Linked DNA regions of Mus musculus: regions 1 and 2 are each linked to region 3. Evidence: chromatin contacts called from public promoter capture Hi-C data. All regions are on one chromosome and are shown on one strand. The core of a region is the stretch at or near the end of the contact, and the rest is flanking DNA. Distances in the headings are between cores, read along the strand shown. Region 1 holds the start of AW551984 (expressed sequence AW551984). Region 2 holds the start of Olfr958 (olfactory receptor 958). Region 3 holds the start of Spa17 (sperm autoantigenic protein 17).

Region 1 (3,451 bases), core at 726-3,225, 2.0 Mb after region 3:
TAGCTATGCAGGTTCTAAGGACCCTGAAGTCCATCAGGAATGATGAACCCTTCCCTTTCAGATGGCTTTGGTAACATTCGGAAGAGAAACATGAGCCTGGCCCCACTTCAGGATTGAAAATACCATGTGAAAATGGGGAGGTATGAGGGCTTTGCAGGGTGTGGTGGGGGAGCAATTAAAGGAGAGGTACTTCTTCCAGGTGAAAAGAATAAAATCTGAGTTGTACCTAAGGCCCTGGTTAGAGCCATACATTATATATTGTTATCCTTATCTTACGAGTTAATACAGTTGGGCTTGTCAGTCACCAGGTCAGGAGCCTCTCCAAAAGGTAGCCAGCTAAAGAGAAAGGACTGTCTTCTTAACGAGATAATTTACCCTGGTAACTGTTAGCCTTCCCACAATGTGGAGTTCACAGAGCTTCTGTCACACAGGACTCTATTGCCTACTGGCTTATGGTAGTAGGGCAAGCTTTCTAGATGTTTCTCTATAGACCCAAACTCTCCTTTGACAGCCACATAAATGCCTATATTAAGGGCATGGATAGCCTCTCTTCTCCTTCTAGCAGATGCCAAGTGGTTTGTCTTTCTTTCCTCCAACTCTAATATAACCATCCTGGAACTTCCTTCTAAGTCAGCTTCTTTCTTAATGTTTTTATTAAAGAGACTAAAAACCCACGCAAGTGAACACCGTTTTTGCACTAACACCTATGATGGGTGTAAATTTTTCCACGAGAGCATTCTGTATCTGATCATCATCACCTAGCTTCTCTTCCCCCGTTGTGAAAAAAAAAAAAAAAGAAAAAAGAAAAAAGAAAAGAGAAAAAAATGACCTGAGCTGCAGTGGCAGGCACCAACAAAGGTACTTTTCACTGGAGCTGAAGCGGCACTGCCTGGAACACACAGCATGCTCAGGACAACTGTTGCTCTGATGCTGATGAACCGGCTGAAGGGGCAGTTGATTTAAATACCTCCACCTTCCTACAACTATGCAAATAAGGGCTTTTGTCTTTCTTTGTGGCACAGCCCTACCTCAAAGCTTCCAAAGCAGTGGACAGTGCTACTCCTGGGCCAACCATCCTCATTTTAATAGCAATTACAAATCTGAGTTGTGACGTATCTTAGTGATACAGCATTTGCTTAGTATAGGCAGCGCGTGCGCGCGCGCGGGCACACACACACACACACACACACACGCAGAGAGAGAGAGAGGGGGGGGGAGAGGGAGAGAGAGAGCGAGCGCGCAATCTGCATGTTGATCACACTCACACACACCCACTCCCACAAATCAGCAGCTATGATTCTGGCTCAACTTGTTATTCTTCAACAGCTGCGGAATAAATCCTGGCTGTTAAAATGTTTTACCGCTTGACAGCAAAGCAAGAATTGCAACAGATGATAATTTATGAAAACACAGAGTATCTAGGAAAAAATACGGGGGGCGGGGGGCGTCCTTTAAATAAGACAAAATGTATAGGAAAGGCATGAGGCCAGGGAAAAGAATGCCTAATATCAATAGGAAGCTTAGAGCAGGAGACTCACCCAAGGGCTGAAAGATGTACTGTGTCTGGCAGCAGAGATCTCAGGCTGGCAGTGGCCACTGCAGGAGGTTGAGAGGAGAGAGGCAGACCACAGTCACCTGTAGTGAAAAACAAAACAAATATCCTTTATTTCCTGAATCTAACCTCATAGTAAATTTCGCTCGCGGAGGGATTTTCCTGACCACTCCACCCTTTCTCATATAAACAGTCAATTGTGGCAAGGCTCCATTCTGTCTCTCGGGGGGAAAAAAAAATGAGAAAAGTGTCTATCTAAGGTAGAGAGTTTCCTCAGGTGGGACCAAGATCCAAGAACCTGTTGTTGCTGGTGGTGGACGTGGAAGACCGAGGGCTTCTCAGTGAGTCACCCGGGATCAGCTCCGGTGTGGACCCTCAGGGCAGAACAACTGCAGTGAAGGGGGCGGGAGTGTGAAGAAACAGCTGGCCACTCCCCTGCTGTTGGCTGCTGGGAACTAGAAGCTAACCATGGAGGAGACTTGGAAAGGGGAGCTTACATAGTTTTTTTTGGGGGGGGGGGTAATTTCAATTTTCAATTGTCTGCTCTTGATTTTTAGCACCTCAAGACTTCCTGATATTTATTTATTTTAAGAACTTAAGAGCTCCAATCAGTTTTCAGTTTTCGTTCTAACTGCACTCCCATGGCACAATTTTACATAAAGCTGATAACTTAATTGACTGAAAGGAAAGGAACTTCAGAGTTTGAAGAAGTAGGCGCCAAAGATTTAAGGAAGTAGAGAAAGAGACGGTTTAAGACAGATGAGAACAAGAGGGACTTGCTTGAGGTTATTAGATGATTAAAGGATTCTTGCATCCCGATAAACTTCCAATGGCGCAGAAATCACTCACAAGTACCCACTCCCCACACTTGGCTCTTGCAGTTTAAGCAAGCCCCTAAAGGGGGATGGGCCTCCTGAATAAGTGGAGCCGGGGAAGGGAAGGCAATGTCCGGGATGGGAGTGGTTGGGTGTTTTCAGAGCTGGGAGAGGGATGTCTGCAGCGCTGGCTCTTACCTTCCCCAGAAATCCCGGTGCTGTGAGTCAAGAAAAATGAAAACAGCTGCGGATTAATTTTCCTGGAAAACACGCCCACCTCTCTGGCTCTGCTGTAACATAGCAACTCTATGACTGAAGCATCTGCAAGGAAGAGAATCCCTGTTAAATTTCCAAGATGCAGAGGATGGATCACAGACCAGGCAAAGTCAAAGGCAGGCAAATCCTTCTTCACGTGAACATTTAAAATTGTAACAACAGAAAGACCCGGTGTGGAAATGCGGTGCTTCTGTAACAAATTTAATTACCAATGGGTTTACATCAGCGCTTCGAAGTTTGAAGTTTGAGTTGAAGTTGAGGTATCCTGGCTTCCATCCCCAGGTTATGTTCCGTTCAGGGCACACACTGTAGAAATCACATCTGGTGCTGCTCACTGTCTGCTGGACTATCTACCAGCAAAAGCCAAAACCTGGCATACTAAACAGATTTCTTCCTCCATTGTGCTGAAATAAAAACCTAGAACTTGTCTTCCACAGAGGAGACATGACACACATCTTGTAAGAAGCAGAATTGGGGAGTATTTATGGCAAATATACACAAATAAATAGAACTTTATAGTTAACCATAAATCCAAACTTTATTTTAAAACAATGTGTAATTTACTTTTTCCATTTTAAAGTTTTTCATGAGTCCAATGATCAAACCTTTAAAGAAAAACGTCACTTTATATGCATACATATTGTACATACATCTGTGTATATATGAAAGGCACTGGTATATGAATTTGTATTTTGTCAATAAGAGGAGATAGGAATATGATTACCCAACAGTACTAGCTAGTTTTATTTCAACTTGACATAAGCTGGGGTCATTTGAGAAGAAGAAATCTTGATTGAGAATATGACCT
Region 2 (3,729 bases), core at 397-2,896, 1.9 Mb after region 3:
CTGAGGAAAGCTAGAAGCAGGAGAGAGGTTCTTGCCCCAAGGAATGGCATACCAATTGGTTTTCCAGTGCCAAATGATCAGTAGTACACAAGTAATGTTATATAGATGAAGTTATAATTAGGAATAAATGTGTGTGTACAGATATATGTGTGCATGCAATAACAATTAGAGTAACAAGAGGCCATGAATCTGAAGGAAAGTGGGAAAGGATATGTGGGAAGGTTTGGAGTGAAGAAAAGCAAGGGAGAAATGTAGTTATATTATGATTTAAAAATTTAAAGAGAAAAAAATTAATTTTAAAAATCATAACTACATTTGTCAACTGTTGTTATCATATTTAAAACTATTACCCAAGAAAAACATATATATATATACATATATGTATATATGAAAGTGCCAATACTCTTTAGAGGTATGCCAATATTCTTGCTCAATTACTATATTTTTTTCTTTTTGTCTTTCTGCTTAAGATTGTCTCACATATAGTGGATGAAGCTTTTGTGAGAGAGACCTTCTTTTCTGAGTAGATATTACTTCCAAAAAAGGCAAAAACAACAACTAAGGCTAAACTAATAAAAGACCAACACTAGTGAAGCTCACTCTCTATGCTAAGGATATATCAGCAAAATTGATAATGGCAAGATCAATGCTATATCACACAAGTGATTTTGATGATATGATGATGATGATGATGATGATGGATTCTTCCTAACCCTCAGAAACTGACCCCTTCCCATGCAGTATCTTTTTCAGGGCTATCTTTACTTCCTTATTCCTCAAAGTATAGATCAAAGGGTTCAGCATTGGACCTACCAAGTTCATCAGAATTTGCACGACAGTTCCCAGCATGGGGTTTGGTGTAGGCTGTAGGTATATAGTGATTATAGGTCCATAGGCACAGAGGATAGCAATGAGGTGGGCACTGCAGGTGGAGAAGGCACGCTGACGCCCCTCAGTTGACTGAATACTCAAGATGGAGATTGTGATTCGTGTATAGGACAGAAGGATCAGGAGAAAGCAGACAAGGGACACTAGACCAACATTAGTGAAGCTCACTCTCTGTGCTAAGGAGGTATCAGCAGACGCCAATGGCAAGATGGCTGGTATGTCACAGAAGAAGTGGTCTACTTCATTGGGACCACAGTAAGGCAAAGTGAAGGTGAGGGAAGTTAAGACGCTGGAGTGGAAACATCCTAATAGCCATGTGCCCACAGCTAGAGCCACACAGATCTTAGAGTTCATGATGACCGAGTACCGAAGAGGGTGACAAATGGCAGCAAAGCGGTCATAGGCCATCACTGTATACAGAAAGCACTCAATGCTCCCAAGAAAATGAAAGAAGAAGAGCTGGGAGACACAGTCTTGGTAGGAGATAAGTCTGCTAAGTCCCATAAGGTAAAAGAGCATTTTTGGACAGGTCACAGAAGAGAAACCCATATCAAATACGGACAAGTTCCCCAGGAAAAAATACATGGGTGTATGAAGGCGAGTTGAGGAAATAACAGCCACAAGGATAGATACATTTCCCACTAGGGTACAGGCATAGAAGGGCAGGAATAACACAAAAAGCAGAGTCTCAAAGCCCTCTGTGTGTGGGATCCCCAGGAGGATGAACTCAGTCACCACTGAGCAGTTTTTTATCTCCATGAAAGGCAGCTCCAGGAGAGGAAGAAGAAGCATCGGTGGTGGAGAAAGTCTTGGCTAAAGAATGCACATGATCAGAAAATGAAATGCAACTGGCAGTGTGTTTGGCTCTATGCCACAGAAAGATTGCTCATAATCCAATTTAGAAAATGTTATTACAAAAATTCTTGCCATAGCCAACTGAATGTTTTGTCCACGAAATAGTTTTGCTGTATTGATTCCAAGTGCAGACGTTTCTTGTTAAGTTAACGCTGAGTAAAGATCATGTTTGAGAAAGTAAGGACAATATCCACATAAATATATGCTGCTCCTTCGCCATGGCAGAGAAATATCAAGCCTCAAAATAATTTAAAATTTTTCACATCACTGGAGTCAGGAACTACAATTTCAACACCATTTTATTTGCAACCCACTATTAATAGTAGCCTTACATTTTACCCCTTTGTTCATGAAGTAAGATTAACTGATCACTAGTTAACTGCTTAAAACATGTTTATTTAATCTCAGTTCACTTAATTCTCACAGAATGTCTATGCTTTAGGTCTGGAATAAAGTAAATACTAATGCATTGGCTAGGATAAGCAACTCAGCTAAATCCAGGTTAATGGGAGAAATTAGGATCTAAAATTTTTTTTGTAGATATCAGTCTTTTCACTTTGTTATCTGTGATGTCATTTTCATATTGCTGCACCTATTGAACCAGGCACAAACATTAGTTGTGTTCTTGCCCTCTTAGCAAGCAATGGAAGATTAATGTGTCTTTCTGACTGTGCACATCAGCACACACGCATATACAAATATTTGTGAAGTCTAGGAGTACACTGTGTCATGTATAACTATACCCATAGTGGAAAGTATAATACTTGGCATTATGAAATGCTGAGAAATTAAAGCTCTCAAGATAAAATTGTTCAGTGCCTAGAAAGAACTGGATAAATTGATTTCCTTTTCACATACTTATGTGAAAGATCAGATAGCTATGTTCCCAAGTAACCTTGTAAAGTAGTTGATACTATGCTTTTGCTACAATCCACTAAATATTTTGGCTCTGGTAACTGGAGAACACTTGCTATTGTTCTACAGAAGAAAGGAAGAGAGAAAGAAAGGAAAGAAAGAAAGAAAGAAAGAAAGAAAGAAAGAAAGAAAGAAAGAAAGGAAGAAAGGAAGGAAGAAAGGATGGAAGAAAGAAAGAGGGAAGGAGGGAGGAAGAGAAAGAAGGAAGAAAAGAAAGAAGGAAAATAAGTAGGTTACAAATGAGAGCTACACATGTATTTATCATATCCATTCCAAATGCCTGTCATCCATTTAATAGAAATGCAAATAAACCTATCTAAATACAGGCTTATTGAGAATTTCTATTTTATTAGGCATTTTGAATCAAGTACAAATTCTTTGTAAAAGGAAATATTAAGAAAGGTATCTGTGAGCTGATTCTCAAGCAAGATCAAAAAAAAAAAAAAAAAGAAAGAAATTGCTATATTTTATTTTTTTATCAATGGATGATTTTATAAATCCTGGATTCTGAGATCATTTGTAAACAAGCATTTCAGATTCTCTTCTATGGATAACATGCACTATGAGCAGATGTGAACATGACACTTAACATGACTTACAAGAAGGAAGTGTGCTCTTTAAGCTTCTGTCCATTGGTCTTAACATGGCTGTTGATTCATATTGAAATTGGAGATTTCTGGAGAAACCACTGAGGGATCTTCTCTCATGCTCACTAAAGTTCTTCTTAGCCAAGAAACAGGGACAATTACAAAAAAAAACTGAATGTGCCTCTGTATTCCACAAAACTGCCTTCCAGGCAACCTCATTATTTTCTCATATATGGAAATTTAAATGATTTTGGAGCCCTTCAGAGTCAGTGAATGTATGCTATTCCAACAGGTTTCTGAACAGAAAGGATAATCAGATACTAGTAACAATTCCAACTAAGGTTGTTCGGATAATGCCTTATCTAGTGGCATTACTTTGAAATTATTTTAAATAATAAAATGAAAGTTAAAAATGTAGAGCCATATACAGACATGCTATTTCCATGACTGACCTAGGGAAAGAGAAAAATATAATGACTATAAT
Region 3 (3,704 bases), core at 1,176-3,675:
CAGTTTCATATACCCCAGCGAAACCCGGTTTATTTAATCTAGGGAGTGTTAAATTATTTTTATAACACTTATGATACTTTCAAATGAGAAGAATCAAAATTTAAAGAAAACTGCAAATTATCCTCTCAGGAAGAACAGGCAGTGAGCTAGCAGGGTTGCCTGAGAATAGGGTCCTTCCATACTGCATCTGTGAGAAATACAGAGAGAATGGCAGGGTACTGAACTGTCACAGCCTGTTGCAAACAGTAAGAGCCGTACTTGCAACCACTGGCCTTATAAAGGCTTTCTGCACAATGACCATGATTTTTAATGTTCTTTTTTTCTTTTTTGTATGTGTGTATGTTTTCATGCTCCCGTGTGTGTGTGTGTGTGTGTGTGTGTATGTGTGTGTGTGTGTGTGTGTGTGTAGTGCTAGATATGTGTTTGCACGTACATGGTGGTCACAGGCTGAAGACATGTATATTCCTCAATCTTAAGTTTTACCATAATGAAATGCTTAGTTTATTTTAAAATTCCTATTTTTTTTTTTAAAAGAGCTTACTCTCTCTTTTCTCTAGAAGGTTCTCAAAATACGCTGCGGCAAAAGCTGGTATATTGTCCGGTTGCTCCCTCAGAATCTCCCGTGTCAGCCCTTCAAGAAGATTTCCAAATCCTTGTGGAATTCGGTAGTGGGTGTTGGAGAAAGGAATCGACATCTCCTCGGAAAGAATTGCCTATATGGTACCTAAAGATTCAGTAAAAAGTGCCTAATTTAAATTATATAATCACAAGTTTCACAAACCAACTCACTATCACGACTCAAATCATTTCTCAAACACACATACCATATTTTGGACTTTAAAAAGAAAAAAGTCACACAATCTAGGTCCTGGTGCTCTCTCTATCTCAGTAGATCTGAATCAAATCCACGCACATCCTATTGTGGCCGAAGTGAACTGACTCTCACAAAATGTTCTCTGACTTCCATAGGCTGACGACATCATGGAGGCCGTGCCCATACACATGCACATACTAAATAAATGAACACCAAATTCACCCCACCACGTCTATCCTTTTCTCCTAGAGTTTTGAATTCTACCACTGAACTATTTTGTTTGTTTTCTGAGACAGAGTCTCTCAACATAGCTCTGGCTGTTCTGTAACTATGTAGACCAGGCTGCCCTCTAACTCAGAGATCTACCTGCCTCTGTCTCCCAAGTGCGGCGATTAGAGCCAGCCTGGTGGATAAACACTATGCTTTGTGAATTATAGTATCATAAATCCAGATCCATTAAATTAGACAAATACATATTTTCAAAGTTAGAGAACCACAGTTTTCACTAGATTAAGTACTTTGTTTTTCTGTCCTTAAGAGGTGAGGGTAGATGTTGCAAGCCCACAGTATTGAAGAGACAATGATTGCTGAGAAGCTGGTATAAACAATCCCCTTTACATTGCTGAGAAGAAACTATTTCAAGTGCAGTACTTGGGAGGCAAGGGTAGGTGGGTCTTTGTGAGTTCAAGGTCAGCCTTGTCTACAGGGTGAGTTTCCGGACAGCCAGGGGCTAAACAGAGAAACCCTGCCTCAAAAACCCAAAAATCAAACAAATAGCAAGCAAGCAAACAAAAATCTAGTCGTTCTAGAAATTATTATAATTTGTTGAATAGTTTCACTTGTTTTTCAGCCCCAACTTTTGAAGCATGTTCTCAAGTGCCTCTGCTTTCTGATGAGGGATTGTGAAAGGGGAGGTCGTGTATTTGGGAGTCAGCTTTTGATGTTTGGGGAATCTTATTTTCTGGTTTTCTCAGGCCTTCTTTTATCTTATTATTCGAGGACTGGCTTAAAGGTGGCTGACATAGGATTTGATTATTGAGAAAAGAGAGCTTCGGGTCTGGGCGTGTGCTCCCTCTGCCTCCCCCAAGAAGCACAAAGGCGGCGCTGGTTGGGGTCGAGGCTGGAGGACTAGAGGTTTAACAAGGCCTAACCTGTGGAGTCTCTTCCCTTTCTCTCTTTTGGCCACAAACAGCAGATTAGATATCGAATCTTGAGAGCTGTGTAAAGCCCTGAACCGGGCGGGGGAGGACAGGCTGTCGAGGGGAAGCAGGTCAAACCGTGGGCGGGACGCCAAAGACCTAGCGTTCCAGATTCTCCGAGAAAGGGCTTGCCAGGCTCTCTGTCTGGTCCAGGAGTTGCGGGAGTATTGGAGATGCGGAGAGACTACGGCACGAAGGAAAATGGCGAAGCCTCCACATTGGAGAGGGAGTGGGGGAAACTGCCTCACCTCTTCTTTCTCTTCAAGCTGGTGCGGATGGTTCCAGTGTTTTATCTCGTTGCTGGGTAACCGTTTTTTTTTTTCTTTTTTCTTTTTTCTTTTTTTTTTAACTACGGAGGCCGGGAGGGGAGCGCCCTGCGCCGCGCCGCGCCGCGCCGCTGATGGTTTCGCGTACTGAAGGCTTGAGGGTGGGGCCCGATAGGTAGACCCTCCCAGGCCCCGCCCACTACGCAAGACCACGCCTCTGCCCTGTCCCCGCCCCCGCATAGGGGCTCTTCCTGAATTCGGCGGGTTAATCAGGATCTTCACAAACATGGTTTCCCCGGGGCCTGTGTTTGGGATAGTGCTGCTCATAATCGCGCGAGTCAGCAGAAGTGCAGGTGAGGTGTCACAGCTGTGCCGGACCCTTGCCTTTCAGATCTTCTGCAGGATCATGGCATGCGTCCCCTTTAAAGGTCTGGTTTGAGTCAGAACTGGACTTTTCGCACCTAGTTCTGGCTCAAGGTACTGTTGGGCCCATCTACTGCCTTTTTCATGCAGGGTACCTCATTTGCAGCATAGGAGGCAGGGAGAGACTTCGGTTTACCCATTGGAATAGGCTCCAGAGTCCCCAGACCGAAGCCTTGAGGAGAGCTCAAAGAGAAGGGGGCGAAGCTTAGTTAGATAATATTTGGAAACAGGTGTCTGAGTCATCCAAAATACTTCAACACCTGCCCCCTCAGTAGTGCCCTTGGGGAGGGCTTCTGTCGGGATGGGTGCCTTGAGGGAATTAAATTTTACTAGTTTCTAAGTGGTTATTAGGGCTAAGAAATACAACCCCCTCACTAGCTCAGAATAATTTAAGGTTCAGCTCTGAATTTTGATACAGCCTAAGAGATACTAGTGGAGGGGTAAGACTCATCACACTGGAGAGGGAGCTATTTCACACTGGCCATTGTGCAGGTCAGAGCTTGTCATCTGACTAACCTGAGCTGGACATTGCCCTCTGCATGGAGATATCAAAAGATAGGAATCTATTCACTTAAAGTAAAAGGTTACTGCTGGAGCCACCCACCCTTCTTTTCTTTGTATCACTGAAAGAGTGGACCTCATCCATAGACTGTCAATAAATGAAATTTGGGGGGGGGGATGAGAATATAGCTCAGTGATAAAGCTCTTGGCTGGAGTGCTAGGAATTTGTGGTCCCATTACCATTATCCTCACAGCAAAAATGAAATTGCAATTCCTTTGGAATTAGATGACGTTGATTCTCATTCTGTCATAAACTACCTTCTGAGGCCTGTCAAGGACATTACTGTCTTCTTTCTTAAGAACTCTGCTACACGAGTAAGCTCCTAGTAGATTGTAAGATCCTTGGCAGCAAGAATTTTTATCTACTATTGGAATTATTTTTCCTTCCAGGGTTGCAGTCTCAATGTGTAAAGTACTAGGTATCATTAAAGAGATATTCAT

What was found. Promoter capture Hi-C pulls out the DNA fragments that hold promoters and counts their contacts.
Region 1: a contact with region 3 is called in a promoter capture Hi-C map of cranial neural crest. The contact joins the promoter of AW551984 here to the promoter of Spa17 in region 3. A contact is called at or near these places in 2 of 39 promoter capture datasets (cranial neural crest and hippocampal neurons).
Region 2: a promoter capture Hi-C map of hippocampal neurons shows a contact between it and region 3, with 5 times the contacts expected there. The contact joins the promoter of Olfr958 here to the promoter of Spa17 in region 3. A contact is called at or near these places in 2 of 39 promoter capture datasets (cranial neural crest and hippocampal neurons).

Annotation. Positions count from the first base shown.
Region 1 is chr9:39,601,677-39,605,127 of GRCm38.p6, forward strand. AW551984 (expressed sequence AW551984) reads right to left here and starts at 1,976. Exons shown (of 20, transcript NM_001199556.1): 1 at 1,851-1,976; 2 at 1,539-1,635.
Region 2 is chr9:39,549,223-39,552,951 of GRCm38.p6, forward strand. Olfr958 (olfactory receptor 958) reads right to left here and starts at 1,647. Exons shown (of 1, transcript NM_146330.1): 1 at 709-1,647. The coding sequence starts at 1,647. The coding sequence ends at 709.
Region 3 is chr9:37,611,295-37,614,998 of GRCm38.p6, forward strand. Spa17 (sperm autoantigenic protein 17) reads right to left here and starts at 2,426. Exons shown (of 5, transcript NM_011449.2): 1 at 2,262-2,426; 2 at 542-724. The coding sequence starts at 695. It overlaps Siae (sialic acid acetylesterase), which reads left to right and starts at 2,527. Exons shown (of 10, transcript NM_011734.4): 1 at 2,527-2,632. The coding sequence starts at 2,566.